Regions from separate parts of the Sus scrofa genome. Here regions 2 and 3 are each linked to region 1. A link is a contact called in public Hi-C and promoter capture Hi-C data. All regions are on one chromosome and are shown on one strand. Each heading gives the region's core, a stretch centred on a gene start, on an enhancer-like site or on the middle of the called end of the contact. The rest is flanking DNA. Distances are from core to core; before and after follow the strand shown.

Region 1 (4,792 bases), core at 1,385-3,884:
CTTGCTCAAGGTTCAACTAGCATTCAAGTCCAGGTCTCCCTGACTCTGAAATTCAAGTTCTTTAACCCTATACTATACCACTTTTCTCTCTCCAGTGGTGCAAACTCAAACTAGCTTACACATACTACTTTTTAATGTTTGTTAACATTTCACATACCTAGGCTTCAATTCCTACATCAACGAAACTGGTGATACTGTTCATGATGCCTACCAAGACCACTTCCACTTTCTACAGTATTATGACAAAAAACGTCTTCTTTACATACTCCATGTGGGTTCACACACAAAAAAATTTTGTCTTTTTTTTTTTTTTTTTTTTTGGTCTTTTTAGGGCTACACCCAAGGCATATGGAGGTTCCAGGCTAGGGGTCCAAATGGAGCTGTAGCCACCAGACTACAGCCACAGCCACAGCAATGCCGGATCCGAGCCACGTCTGGGACCTACACAATTCATGGCAATGCCGGATCCTTAACCCACTGAGCGATGCCAGGGATCGAACCCGCATCCTCATGGATGCTAGTCAAGTTTTTTAACCACTGAGCCATAACAGGAACGCCCATAAAACATTCTTCATTCCTCCCCACACTCTGGTCCACTGAAGATGTACTTCTGAGTCCACTTTCCCACACAGTATGAAAAATTATGTTTTCCCTCAAGAAGTTTAAGCATGTGGTCCTTAAAGCTTCTGGACTTCAACAAATAACCTGGAAAAAGGAACTGAAAGCAGGCACTTAGCGCCTTCAGGGGCTAGAGTGTTATTTTGCACAGGATAAATGCTCAATGAGCATTTATTGGATCATTACACAGAATTTTTTTTTTTTGAGGTTTTCCAGTTCTCGAACCAAAAACTATATACATGAGCTTTGTAACTGAACTGATGATTGCACAGTAAATCCAAACAATCTATTTAAGGTAAGGTTAGACTATAGGCAAGAACTCATGAAAGGATATAACATGTTGAGACAATTTACTATTGCAAATAAGAGCTGGGTTTTGTTTTAGAAAGGCAGAATCATTATTCCTCTTTTTGTTCAGGTATAACCACCTACACCCCAACAGAATCCTTCTGAGTGGAAAAGTGAACCTAAGAACTATCAAGTAAGACCCAGACATTTCTGGACCAAGATGAAAAGATTTGGCAAAGGGTTCCAAAAAAGAGCCATAGCAGAACTAAGGCAAAATGTGTCAAAAGAGCAAATCTCTTGGAATCATTCTGGTCTTAGAAGTGACAGCCGCATCTGAAAACCCTATCAACAGCTAAGTTTGAAATGAGTTGTATATTCTTAGGTCCAGACTTCAACCAACACCAGCAAATGGAGGTTAAGTATAGCTTTTTAAAACGATAGTTTTGTGAGGACGTTGAGAAACAAGTGAATCCAGGATCAGAAGGAGTGGAAGCTCTCTTGAGATAACAGATACAGTAGCAGAGCCTTCAACAGAAATGTAAAAATGTCCTAGGTTGAAAATAGACTATTGGGCAAAACGATTTTTCGGTCTTCTGGAACACTGCTTAGAAAACCCTCAAATGATTCCTGGTTTTTACCAAATTATTCACAAGGCGTAGAAAGTCATCCATTTAGAGTAAGAGGTTTCTGCTACCAAGGAAGTAAAGTGTCCGAAAGTGTGCAAATCTCATAATCTAGTAGAGAATGTATGCCCCTCCAGAGGCTTTCATTTTCGAGCGGAAAAACAAACCCAGTGTCACCTCAACAGCGGGGCCACTCAAACCTCGCCATTACAAAATCAAAGTGCCAAAGGTGCAGAATATGAAGCCGGGAGCACCACCAGGCCTGGAACGAGTTCCAAGAGGGAAAAAAAAAAATCAAAACCGAGAGCGCAGCGCGAGTCCCTCGGCCGCCCTGGGCCAGGCGACGCGCGCTAGGCCCTTCCGGTCAGAGCCGCCGTCGCCGGGAGGCCAGGCGACGGGCCAGGCTTCCACCCGAGCCCGGGGATTCGCGGCCTACCCTCGCCAGTGCCCTCTCGCCGAGTCTGGCACCGGCTGCTCCGCGGACTCGGCTCCTTGCTCTACAACGCGGCCCCAACGCACCGCGAGGAGCCGAAGGAGACCGCCAAGGCTTGGGCCAGCCGGGTCGGTACAGACGCGGCGGCAGCTGAGGCCGCGCCGCCCCTCCCCCACCGGCCCGGCCCGGCCCAACTGCCGCTGCGACGCGAGCAGCGGCGCCAACGCCGGGCCCAACCGCCAACCCGCGGCGGCCCGGACGAGGGGACTGTGGCTGCGGCGCGGGCCTGCTCCCCACGCCGCCCGCGCGAGTCCACCGCGCACCCGTTACTCTCTGCGCCAACAGCCGTCAGGACGCGCCGCCCCCCGCTCGGGTAAAGGCGGCAGAGGGCAGGAGGAGGCCACGGAGCTGATACTTACTCAGGGGTCGGGTGCTCGGGGTCGTAGAAATCCCCCATCTTCGGAGGCGGCTGCGGCGGCAGCTGCTTCATCAGGAGCTACTGGAGGCGGCGACGCGAGCCCCCTCCCCGCGGCAGGGCGACGCGAGGGAGGGGAGGGGAGGAGGCCGCAGGTCCGACCGCGGCGGCGGCGGCAGGGGCGGCCCGCGTCGCTTGCTCGCTTGCTCCCTCCCTCCCTCCGGCGCCCGCCCGCCGCTTTCTCCCCCACACTCTCACACCGTGAGCGACGCGTACCCCGCCCGCCCCTCAGCCGCACAGGCCCGGCCCCTTAAAGAGACACGCACTCGCCGCGCTTCCGCCGCCAGTCGTCGCGCTGGCAGCTGTGGGTTGACCTCAGATCGGGACGGGAGGGGCGGGAAGGGTGGGAGAGGCTGGGCGCAGCCTGAAGACCCAGCCCGACTTTGCCTACGACTTCCCGGAACAATAAGCCTCAGGCCCTAGAACTGTTGGCCCGCCCCGGACAGAGAGCCGCAGCGTCGCGACCCCTCCCTCGGGCCCGCTGAGGCGGCAGGGTGCTGAGGCGTGACCCGGTGCGTCCCGGGGTTGTCTACGCGCGACGTCGGAGGAACATCCCGAGCCCCGCGGGACACCAACCTTCCTGCCCCACCGCCCTTGAAAACCAGCCCTTCGGGAGCGCCAGAGTCCGCAGCGGCGCCGAGGGCCCCTCCCCCAGGCCTGCGGGCTCTGAGGTAAGGCGGTCGCCGCTTCTCCTGAGCCTCTGGCCCCTCTCTCCTGTATTTCTGTTTCTCCTCCTCCTTGCCTCTTCATCTCACCCCTCAGCCAGTATGGAAACGGTGCTGTGCCGGTGATTCGCCCTTAAAAGCCGAGCCCTGGGGACGCCCCTTCCGCCAGTCCGCCAGCTCTGGGCAGGCTGGGCCCCCACCGCCCATCTCCCGGCAATGTCCAGTCAGCTACCCCCTCACCTGAAGCTGTATTCTGCCCCCGCCTCAACATTGGAGCAGCGCTTCTGCGTGGTTCTTAAGACCTTAGAGGAAATGTCCTTTAAGAAAAGACTATTAATCACATTCTTGCAAAAATGACGCGGTGAGACTAAGTATTTTTGGAAGCAGAGAGAAGAATGCATAAAGCCATTAGCTAAACTCTCAGGACGTTGAAGAGTTTATGGCAATTGATCATTTCGAAATTGGGAGTTCATCAATTTTTTTGTAGTTTTTTTTTTCCCCACTGTAATTTTGAATCGGATTTTACCAGCAAACAATTGGATCGAGTGTTATGGACGGAATGTGTATTCCACCCCACAAATTCATTTATGAAATTCTGTCCCCCAAGATAATGGTATTAGAAGGTGGGGCATTTGGGAGTTGAGTACTTCATGAGAGTGGCGCCTTCGAGTGAATGGAATTAGTGCCCTTATGAAAGCCCATTGAGCAGTCTGAAGCCCAAAAGAAGGCCCTTACCAGAACTCAGCCATGTTGGCACCCTGATCTCTGACCGTCAGCCTCCAGAACTGTGAGAAATAAATTTCTCTTGTTTGTAGACCCAATCTATGGTATTACGTTTTAACAGCCTGAAAGTATATGACACTAGACGTCCTTTACTGGCTCTTTTTTACATTCTATGTGTATAGGTGTGTGTGTGTATACACACACACACACATATATATATATGCTGTCAGAGTCTATTAGTACTTTGTCATCATTGTTTCTCACTTGGGAATTAATTGGGCTTTTTTTTTCTGGTTTTTAGGCATGGCATCCAGGTCCAGAGCCCATCTGATTCCCTTGGTTCAAGTCTCCCATGGCTACTTCTTTATGAACCATGAATATTACCTAATTTCTCTGCTTTTTCTCACTGTAAGATGAGAAAATTATTGTGGACACGACCTCACTATTGTGAGGATCCAATGAGATAATATTTGTAAAGCTTTAAATATTCAATAAATGTCAGAACTTATTCAGCCATTATAGTACAGGGATTAAGAGCTGGTTCTACCTGGCATTGTATGCCAGCCCTGCCACTTTCTAGCTATGTGACATTAGGCATGGTTACTTTTCCAGTGCTTCATCAATAAAAAGAGATATTTTCCACTGCACAACACTGCACAGAGTGTTGTGATTATTAAACTAAAATGTATGAAACAGGAATTCCCATTGTGGCTCAGCAGGTTAAGAACCCAACTAGTATTCATGAGGATGCAGGTTCAATCCTTGGCCTTGCTTAGTGGATTAAGGATCTGGTGTTGTCACAGCTGCAGCTTGGGTTGCAGCTGTGATTTGGATCAGATCCCTGGCCCGGGAACTCCACATGCCACATGGCAGCCAAAAAAAGAAAAAAAAAAATAAAAAAAATAAAATGTATAAAAATGCTTGCACAACGCCTCTCATTGAGTCTTATCTCTCAGACTTTGAAAGA
Region 2 (4,792 bases), core at 1,256-3,755, 190 kb after region 1:
TTCCCTTCCATTTTCTTCTTACCTTAGCAGTTGCCATAACAGTTACCAAAGCCATCTCATATACTGTATTTTTTTTTATCATGGTAACGTTTATCTTCCCTCATTAGACTGTAACCTCACGAGGGTAGAGATCTGCCTGTCTTATCCGACAGTGCCTAGAAAGTGCATAGGGCACAGTGAGTGTTGAATAAATATTCATTGAATAAATGAACTAAAAGGAAGGAGACCCAGGCCCAGCCTGGACACTTTTATTTACTTACTGGGAGACCTGAGTGATCTGCTCCTCAGTTCAGGGCTGTGTTCACATCAGCAAAGTGGATCCACATTGGTAAAATGGGGGAGAACATCTGTGTGTCTGTGAGGCTGTTCCATTTCTGACAGGAGGGTTGTCTTGAGAAAGGGTTTAACTGACCTAGCTGAATGGGGTGTTGGCTGCCCCTTGTGATGGGACCTACCCTCCCTCAGTACTGTCCTGTCTTAGACTTCCCTTAACTCCCAAATTTTCCCATCTATGTGAGGAAGTATGTGCATTAGGAGAGCACTTTTAACCCCAGAGACATCCTTCTTGCTGCCTCACTTCCACTGACCCATCCTTACCCCACTGCCTCAAGACCCTCTCATGGGACCTCTTGGTCTTTGATCCCTCTCATAACAATTTCCCTTCATGTCACTGAAACCATGTGTTATGGGCTGAATTGTGTCTCCCAAGATTCATAAGCTTTGGTACTAACCCTCAATACTTCAGAGTTTCAGAGTGTGAATATACGTGGAGATGGATCTTTTTTATTTTTATTTTTTTTGCTTTTTTGCTTTTTAGGGCCGCACTCATGGCATATGGAGGTTCCCAAGCTAGGGGTCCAATCGGCCTACACCACAGCTACAGCAACTCAGATCCGAGCCTCGTCTATGACCTACACCACAGCTCACAAGAATGCCAGATCCTTAACCCACTGAGTGAGGCCAGGGATCAAACTGTCAACCTCATGGTTCCTAATCGGATTTGTTTCCACTGTGCAATGAAGGGAACTCCAGAGATGGAGTCTTTAAAGAGTTAACTAAGAGTTCCCGCTCTGGCATAAAAGGTTAAGGATCCAGCTTTGCTGCAGGTGTGGCAGAGGTCGAAGCTGCAGCTCATATTCCACTCCTGGCCCATGAATTTCCATATGCTGCAGGTGCAGCTGAAAAACACAAAAACAAAAAGAATTAAGTTAACAGGAGGTTATGAGGCCTTAATCCCATATGACTGGTGTCCTTGTAAGAGGAGATTAGGGAGTTCCCGTTGTGGCTCAGTGGTTAACCAATCCGACTAAGAACCATGAGGTTGTGGGTTCAATCCCCGGCCTTGCTCAGTGGGTTGAGGATCCGGCGTTGCCCTGAGCTGTGGTGTAGCTCGCAGACGCGGCTCAGATCCAGTGTTGCTGTGGCTCTGGCGTAGGCCAGCAACTACAGCTCCAACTGGACCCCTAGCCTGGGAACCTCCATATGCCGCAGGAGTGGCCCTAGGCAAGGCAAAAAGACTTAAAGAAAAAAAAAAAAAGGAGATTAGAACATAGACTATGAGAAGACACGGGTAGAAGACATCCATCTACAAACCAAGGAGCAAGGCCTCAGAAGAAACCAACATTGCTGATACCTTGATTTCAGACTTGTGGTCTTATCATCATTTCTCCCACCTATGAGAAGGTGACTCCAAGATAGTCCTCCAGAAACAACTTTTAAGATGCTGGTAAATTTTTCTTTTTCCTTAAAAAAATTTTTATCTTCATGGCCTTGAATTTTCTTTTCTTTTCTTTCTGTTTTTTTTTTTTTTTTTTTTTTTTTTTTTTTTTTGTCTTTTTGCCATTTCTTGGGCAGCTCCTGCGGCATATTGAGGTTCCCGGGCTAGGGGTCGAATCGGAGCTGTAGCTGCCAGCCTATGCTAGAGCCACAGCAAAGGAGGATCCGAGCCGCGTCTGTGACCTACACCACAGCTCACGGCAACGCCGGAACCTTGACCCACTGAGCAAGGGCAGGGGTCGAACCCACAACCTCATGGTTCCTAGTCGGATTCGTTAACCACTGCGCCACGACAGGAACTCCTCTTTTCTTTCTTTCTTCTTCATTTTTTTAAATTTTGGTAAGATGTACCTATCGTAAAGTCTGTCATTTTAACCTTTTTTTTTTTTTTTTTTTTTCTTTTTCGGCCGTACCTGCAGCAGGCAGTTCCCAGGCAGGGGATCAAATCCTAGCTGCACCTGCCACCTACGCAGGGCAGTGCTGGATCCGGACCCTGCGCCGCAGATGGAACTCCTACAGGACTGTTTTTTAATGTCCTTCCCCTGAGTAGAGAACGCTAAGGGCTGTAGCCAGACCTGGCAGGTTTACTTTGCTCTGGAGAAGTAAACCAGTAGGCGCCCTGCCTGGAAGATCAGTGCAGAAAGACTACTACTCCCAGAAACGCTTTCGCCGCTGGCTGGAGATTTTGCCCTCTACGCCCTAGTCTCACGCGGAGGAGATTGAGCATGCGCAACGGAAACTGATCCTGGACGCAAGGCTGCGCGGACGGGGACTGCATCTCCCAGCAGGCCCTGGGGGCTTTTTTTTCATCCCCGCGTGACAAGCGACTTCCGGCGTGGAGGGGCGGTGCGGTGCGCGCGGTTGAGCCCCTGCTGTTAAAGCTAGGGAAGCTGCTGGGTGGCAGGGGGAGCGCCAGCCGCCATGGAGGCCGTTCCCCGCATGCCCATGATCTGGCTGGACCTGAAAGAGGCCGGTGACTTCCACTTTCAGTCAGCCGTGAAGAAGGTGAGTGCGCCTCCCACCCCCCACCCCCCACTTTTCCGGGGTATCTCCGTCGTCCGCCAGCGCGTGACGCCCCCTGCGCGTCCATTCTCTCCCAGGCCCTGTCGCAGGGTCGGGTGAGGCAGGAACGGCCTCCGCTGACTTTCCTTAGCCTGGTCCACCCACGCGAGACCGCAGACCATTTTCTCTTCTCGCCCGCCCGGGGCTAGCTCCCGCTGTCTGGTTGGAACCAGCTTTTCCACTTCTGGCCCAGGGCTATCCACGGTTCCCACCAAGGCACCTCACTTCCTCTGTGTGACGCTCTGGATCTAGTTCTGCCCGCCCCCTTTTCACGCCAGGACTGTCCCACGGAGATCAGTGGGCGTCCCCCTGTGACCGTCTGGGTGGAATGGTTGTGCCCGGCGCTCGGTGCGCAATCAGTCCACGACCCGACTAGGATGAGGATGACCCACTGGAATGCTTGATCTGCGATTGGAGTTTCTCTGACATTTGATGCAATTCTCTTCTGATCTCAGAAGAACTCTAATCTGGATCCCATTTGGACCAAAAGATGCAGTTCCATGTCATCTGGGGGAGGGTTGCTGCTTTTCACGACTGCTCAGAGAGGATAAACAGTGTTGAAGCTCCTGGAGAGACCTTCGCAGTCGTTTGTTGAATCTTCATTTGGAGGGAGGAATCAGGCAGGTTTAGCCTTAATGGAGGGAAGGGAACGCTATGGCGAGATCATGTATGGCCGGTACAAAATGGGGCCAGGTTTGTCGACTGGGAATCAGGTGCTGTCTGAGGCATGTATCTACTGCCTTGGGAAGGACCACTGGTAGCATTGAGAGTAAGAGGGGAAGTGAAAAGTAAAACCAGGAGGCCCTTGGAGTTTGACATCCTTGTGGTTTTAGCACAGCGTCTGCCAAAAGCTAGATGGTGCACCACTCAGGTGCTTGAGAAAAGAAATAGAAGAAAGAAAATTGGTTAAAAAGTAGTTTCCCAAGAAGCTCTCTCTTTCTCTCTTTACACCCCTGCCTTAGTTCAGATACTAACAGTTTGTATTCCTTTGGGTCTATAATTTAATGTCTTTGGGCATCTTTTCCCTCAGTTGTAAGACCAGGAAGTTAGATTAGTTGATCTAAAATTCCAGAATCTTGTTAGCTCTGTCCAAAACTTGGGTCTTTTCTCCATCTGGTCCTTCCTTTTTTTCTTTTTTTGGCTGCCCTGCAGCATTTGGAGTTCCCAGGCCAGGGATCAGATCTGAGCCACGGTTTTGACCAGTGCCATAGCTGTGGCAACGCTGGATCCTTAACCCATTGTGCCAGGTGGGGGATTGAACCTGAGTCCCACTGCTCCAGAGATGCTGTGGATATTGTTACACCACAGCAGAGAGCTCCTCCCTCTGCTCTTTTATACAAGTACAATTGGATGAATTTCTGTAAAAGACAACAAAACTCCTTTGTTTCGTAGTTCATCCGTAACCCATTTAGAGTTCTCTCTGACCTACCCCAGTTCTTTCAGCATTTCTTCAGGGCCCAGTATGTGCTTCTGTGTTCTTCTAATACAAGTATCCCAGATTCTTTTCATAGCCACTTTTGTTCCCTTAATATTCTCTGTATGTTTGGTCTTCTATGCATTTGGTTGTGAAATTCCATCCGGACCAGCTCTCATCTTTGCCCTGTAGGGTGGGGCTGGGGCTTGTTTTTAATGTCTGTTTATTGGTTCTGTTTGTCTTTCAAGGTCCTGTTTAAGCTCTGTCTCATCCATAAGCCTTCTTTCGTCTGGATTAATCTTTCCCTTCTCTGAATCTCTAACTCTTTTTTTTTTTATCTTTTTCTTGGTGACAGTTATGTGCGCCGTTTACCCTCCCCCCCCCCCACACTGAATGGTAAATTTCCTGAGAGACATCTCCATGCAACTCATAATCTAGCAGGGGCCATTCTACATAGTTGGCATGCAGGAAAATGTTTCTCAATTGACCGAATGACAGTTGAGAGGAAATTAAGAGATAGTGGCATAAATTTATGGAAAT
Region 3 (4,792 bases), core at 1,318-3,817, 150 kb before region 1:
GCAGAACGAAAAACCCCCATCCACTGTGCCTTGTGGATTCTGGGGCCCTTTCATACGATTGTTAGATCTCAAAATAACCCAGTGAGAATGAATGCTTAGGGGTTGTTATCCTCCACTGGAGAAATAAAGAAACCGAGTCTCAGAGAGATGAAGCAATTCGTCCCACGCCCCACAGCTCCAAAGTGACGAAACCAGGGTTTGCACGCATGAAGTGAACTTCACAGTTCTCCTTCCTCTCGATTACTTTGGAAAGATGAACAAAAGAGAAATGGAATGAGGCCATTTCGGTGTCAAACAAGACCAAGGAAAAATGCTTCTGAGTTTGGCAACTAGTAGGTATAGGAAGCCCATCATCAGAGAAGAGCTTGATAAAGAAGTGAGTGCCCGCCTCTTTCTCTGAGGCGTACGCTAACCTAGAAATGGATCTTTTTTTTTCTTTTCTTTTCTTTTTGTCCTCAACGATTCCAGCTAGACTCCCAGAGCACAGTGCTATACTGTCCCGCCCCCCAAGGCGCTCTGGAGGACAGAGGAGTCTGCCTCCGCCAGACTCCAAAATTTCACCAAGTGTAGAAGGTTGCTTGGTCATGGGAAGACGGAAAATTCAGCGTGCTTAGACGCGAGCATATCACGCCTAAAACAACGAGCACCTGAAATTAGATGTGGCCTGGAGACCCACGCAGAAAACACCAGATAATTGCCAAATAGCCCGCAACACGTTGACCACTGCCGCACCCGTACCCACGCATGCGCAACAGCACCAGCGCAGGACTAGCACCAGCGCAGTACTAGCACCGCTCCGGCAGCACCAGACTCGGTGGGCGGACGCAGACGCCGCGCGCATGCTCCTGCGGCGCGCATGCGCGTATTTAGTAGTTGCCTTTTCCATTAGTCTCCTGCCTCTGGTCCCAGTCCTGGATCCGAACGCCGGCTACCTCGGCCACGGTCCTCACTCTGCATTTCTCACCTTGCGCCCGGTTTTCTCCCGTAGGGCCTTCAGCCGTTCCTTTCGCCGCAATGCCTCTTCCTCCAACCGGCCCACACCGGCCGCAGTAGCCGCCATCTTGCCAGCCGACCCCCTCTCCTCTCGTCCAGCATCGCGCAGGCCCAAGGCGTAGATTAATCTCTTACAGCCAATCCAGGGACGGGAATGGGAGAGCCGGAAGTCTTGAAAGCCAACCAATGCTGAGTTGCTATAGGAGGGCCCGCCCTCTTCCTCCCCAGCAACTCGCCTAACTTGCCTCTGGCCGGCAAAGAAGTAGGCTCTAAGGCTCGATTCGTCCAACGCCAATCAATGAGAAAGTGGCAAGTGGAATCAGACCTGAGTGGAGGAGGATAGAGCGCATCGATCACCCTGGTTTTGCCTAAGCGCCAACCACTGCTCACTCCATGCTGAACACTTGGAATGCCCTGACTTACCTTTGTCCACTTGTCTTTATTCTTCAAGGCTTGAAGAAACCTTCCCTGACTCTCCACTCCAACCCCAGCTTAAGAGGTCCTTCTTAAGCTCTCAGTGGCTTCCTGGATGGATCTGTTTATGGGCCCTTGGGCCCCTCTCTGTCCACTCTCAGCTCAAGACAAAGCCTAAGAAGAGGCGGGGTTGGCTGGGGGGCATTTTCCTCTGAGTTCATGGTTGATGCCCTCCCACCCCTAACCCAGGGTCAGACTGCCAAACCTGAGAAAGAGCAAACCCCATCTCCCAACTTGGGTCCAGTGGTTCCCAGGGGACCACGCTGAGTTTAGTTCCTAAGAACTAAGCTGAGAATTAGTTTGGCCTCTGCTGCAGCAGGTGGCCAAGAGGTCCAGTGTTCCCCAGCAGAAGTTGCCAGGGTATTCTTTCCCAAGCTAATTAGCATGCCCCGAGAACCACTTTGCCTGAAGTCAAGATCTTCTGACAGCCTGTCCAGATTCCAGAGCCACACCTCCTCCTACCTGGGAAGAGGAGGCCAAGCTTCCTCCCTTCCCCCCAGTCTACTTGTCTCTCAGCAAGGCTGTTCCCTGCTTGGGACCTTCTCCCCAGTCTGGCAGCAGGTAGACACCCACTCCTTCCTTCCCAATTCCCTTCAGAGGTCACAGAACCCAGTGCCACAGAACCCTGTCCAGCCAGCCCCCATGCACAACCCCCTTGACTTCAGTAACCTGGGCCTTTTGGTTCCAACTCCCCTGCATCAGGTATGCGGGTAGTACCCAATCCGCCGGTAGTAACTGTTCAGGAAATGTCAGCTCAGAAGTAGGATGGGTAGGGCAGGAGAAAAGGCCAAAGTGGAGGAACTGCCCAAGAAGCCAAGAAGACAGAGCAGGTTGGGTATAGGGACTAGGTCTGTCTCTTCTTGGCTACCCAAGGTCTAGAGGGTCCAGACTGGGTCAATTCTTCCAATTGACGGCAACTCTCTGGGTCCCACAAACTTCCTACCAGCCACAGCAAAGGGCCTCACCCTTGCCCAAGACCAGAGTGCCCCCTCACTTCTCAGGGGGGCTGGGGGAGCTGGAGGGATGGGGCGGGGGGGGGGGGGGGAGAAGCCCAGGAGTGATGATGACAGTGGTTCTGGAGGCAGGCGTCTGTCCCTGTCCATGCTGTCATTGGCTGCTTAGGTGGTCCTCATTTGGCCCATCTGGGCCTCAGTTTCTCTGCCTGTAAAACAGAGATATGAGGCACACTTTAACCTCTTGATGTTAAAAGAGGTGAATCAAGTGCTGAGCTGTGGAGTGGAAGGTGTCTCTATCAGAGCATCTAGTAAGGAGGGGACCCAGGTGAGGGAAGACTACCTAAATTTTCCAGGGATCTGCCCCAAAGATGGAGGGTACCGCGCTTCCTTGGAGCTATTTCACACTTGCCCCGCTGTTTTCTGATTCTCCCACCCCTAGCCCCAATCCTCGCTGCACCCCCGCCACATTATCCTGCTCCACTAACAGCAGGAGTAAAAAAAGTGGCACTTCCATATAACAGCGCCTGGCACGTAGTAAGCGCTGCAAGTGGTCATCATGATTGTTATCATTGCTTGTTGAAGGACGCTGCCCATCTGCATGCGGCCTGCAGCCCCTTCCCCCAACCCTGTAAGCCTGTCCCTTTCACGAGTGGTTGCAGGCAGAATGCGTCCCGGTCAGATATAGACCTAGAACAAATCTGGAATCCTTGACTCAACCCTAGTCCAGGAGGCTCTGAGTGGCCCTTTCCAAAGCGCGGTGAGAGCGCGGATTGTGGAGGGCGGGGCTGCTGCGCGCCCTCTGGGGCCGCCCTGACCTCAGGCTCCTCCTCCCGCCGGGCTCCCCCCGCCCCCCTTTGCACGGTCCCGGGAGAGGCGGGGCGGCGGTGGCGGCCGCAGGAGTGCAGGAAGCCGGGCGGCGGCCGGCTGCGAGGAGGAGGAGCGCAGCGGGGGCCAGTACTACTTCCCCCAGTAGTACCGCGCCGCTCCGCCCCGGAGTGACGCCCTCCGCCCATGGGCCTGGCCGAGGGCAACCGGCGGGCGGCGCGGAGGAGGCGGCGGCGGCAGGTAGCGTACAGCAGGGCCGGAGCCGGGCCGGGCTATGGCCGCCTCGGAGCGGCTCTACGAGTTGTGGCTGCTCTACTACGCGCAGGTGAGCCCGCCCCGCCCCGTGTCCGCGGTGTTCCCAGCTCCCCTCGCTCCGTGCCTGCTGCACCTGTGCCCGGCGCCACCTGGACCGCGTAAATGCGCGCGCTCCCGGCGTGCTCGGACTCTGCACACACGTGTGCACCCTTAGCCCGCGGATGCCTCTGGCAATTATACCTGGGGGTCGGCCCACGCGGGTGCGCCCCTCGCTCAAGCCTCTTGGGTCGGGACTGCGCAGCCTCTGTAGTGCGGAAGGAGAGGGGCCTGGACCAAGATGGCAGGGCACTTCCCCCTTTTACAGATGGGGAAACTGAGGCCAGAGAAAAAGAGACGGGCGGGGAGCGTAGTTTGCACTTGGCCTTGCCGCTCCTGTGGGCGCAGCCCAGTTGGTGGTCAGGGCCTGTGAGTCTGAATGGGCTGGGGGTCCAAGCTTGCACGGAAGGCGTCCATACTTCAGTCTGACCTGAGTCAGTTCATCAGATTTCCTGCAGCAAACTATCTTTGGAGAGCTCCTCCCTGACCCAGGCGGCTTTACCCCAACCGGGGGGCGGGGGGGGGTGGTGGCGGTTATGGGGGGTTATGGGGTGGTGGTGGGGGTCTAGCCCAAAGAAAAGTTCCCACCTCAGTTGGTGGGAAATGGCTTGGGGGTGGGGAGGGAGGAGGGTGAGCTAGGAGGGAAGTTTGAAAGGGATGGAAGGAGGCCATTTCCTCCTGAGCTCCCTGTCCTACCTCAGCGACTACTTCAAAGTGTCCTCAGAAGGTGAAGGGAGCAAACTCTGACACAGGTGTCCTGAAACTCTCACACCAGTAGGCCCCCACTTTCCTTCTGCTTCCACAGCAGGGAGGGAACCCAAGGTAACAACCCTTTTGCCTCTTCACCCAACACCAACCTCCCTTGCTGCACCTGCCTGGCATCATGCTCCTGGCTCAGGTGTGCCTTGGGCACAATGGATTATTGTGTACCCTTGATCTCTCACTGGGGGGAAGTTCATGCTCACGTTAACTGGCCCTCTGTTACGAGGCTAGTCTAGCTTAGTCTCCCAGGACTTCAGGCCAGGTCTGGGGCCCCAGGGACCAGGAATCCAGGCCATAAGGGCTATAGCTTTCTGAGCCTGCTCAGGTGGTGAGAGGTCTGGGCATCTGGCAGAAGGCAGTAGTGCATGGAGTAGAGTCCCTCTTTGGTGTCACTCAGGGCACATTCTTTACACCCCTGAGCCTCTGCTTCC

Evidence for each region. Promoter capture Hi-C pulls out the DNA fragments that hold promoters and counts their contacts. A called contact is a pair of places that touch in the nucleus more often than the background predicts.
Region 2: a contact with region 1 is called in a Hi-C map of liver, with 7 times the contacts expected there. The contact joins the promoter of PTPN23 here to the promoter of SETD2 in region 1. A contact is called at or near these places in 2 of 5 promoter capture datasets (fetal liver and liver), 4 of 47 Hi-C or Micro-C datasets (heart right ventricle, liver and skeletal muscle) and 1 of 2 datasets of contacts at active chromatin or transcription factors (alveolar macrophages).
Region 3: a promoter capture Hi-C map of liver shows a contact between it and region 1, with 4 times the contacts expected there. The contact joins the promoter of CCDC12 here to the promoter of SETD2 in region 1. A contact is called at or near these places in 1 of 5 promoter capture datasets (liver), 2 of 47 Hi-C or Micro-C datasets (heart right ventricle and liver) and 1 of 2 datasets of contacts at active chromatin or transcription factors (alveolar macrophages).

The regions. Positions count from the first base shown.
Region 1 is chr13:29,993,651-29,998,442 of Sscrofa11.1, forward strand. SETD2 (histone-lysine N-methyltransferase SETD2) reads right to left here and starts at 2,635. Exons shown (of 22, transcript XM_021068704.1): 1 at 2,382-2,635. The coding sequence starts at 2,452. It overlaps LOC110256227 (a long non-coding RNA gene), which reads left to right and starts at 2,382. Exons shown (of 2, transcript XR_002337517.1): 1 at 2,382-3,108; 2 at 4,127-4,792.
Region 2 is chr13:30,188,154-30,192,945 of Sscrofa11.1, forward strand. It overlaps PTPN23 (tyrosine-protein phosphatase non-receptor type 23), which reads left to right and starts at 2,506. Exons shown (of 25, transcript XM_021068730.1): 1 at 2,506-2,781. The coding sequence starts at 2,698.
Region 3 is chr13:29,844,116-29,848,907 of Sscrofa11.1, forward strand. It overlaps CCDC12 (coiled-coil domain-containing protein 12), which reads right to left and starts at 2,568. Exons shown (of 9, transcript XM_005669466.3): 1 at 2,137-2,568; 2 at 1,417-1,581; 3 at 965-1,318. The coding sequence starts at 1,060. It overlaps NBEAL2 (neurobeachin-like protein 2), which reads left to right and starts at 3,291. Exons shown (of 55, transcript XM_021068700.1): 1 at 3,291-3,573. The coding sequence starts at 3,523. It overlaps LOC110256226 (a long non-coding RNA gene), which reads right to left and starts at 958. Exons shown (of 2, transcript XR_002337516.1): 1 at 648-958; 2 at 1-243.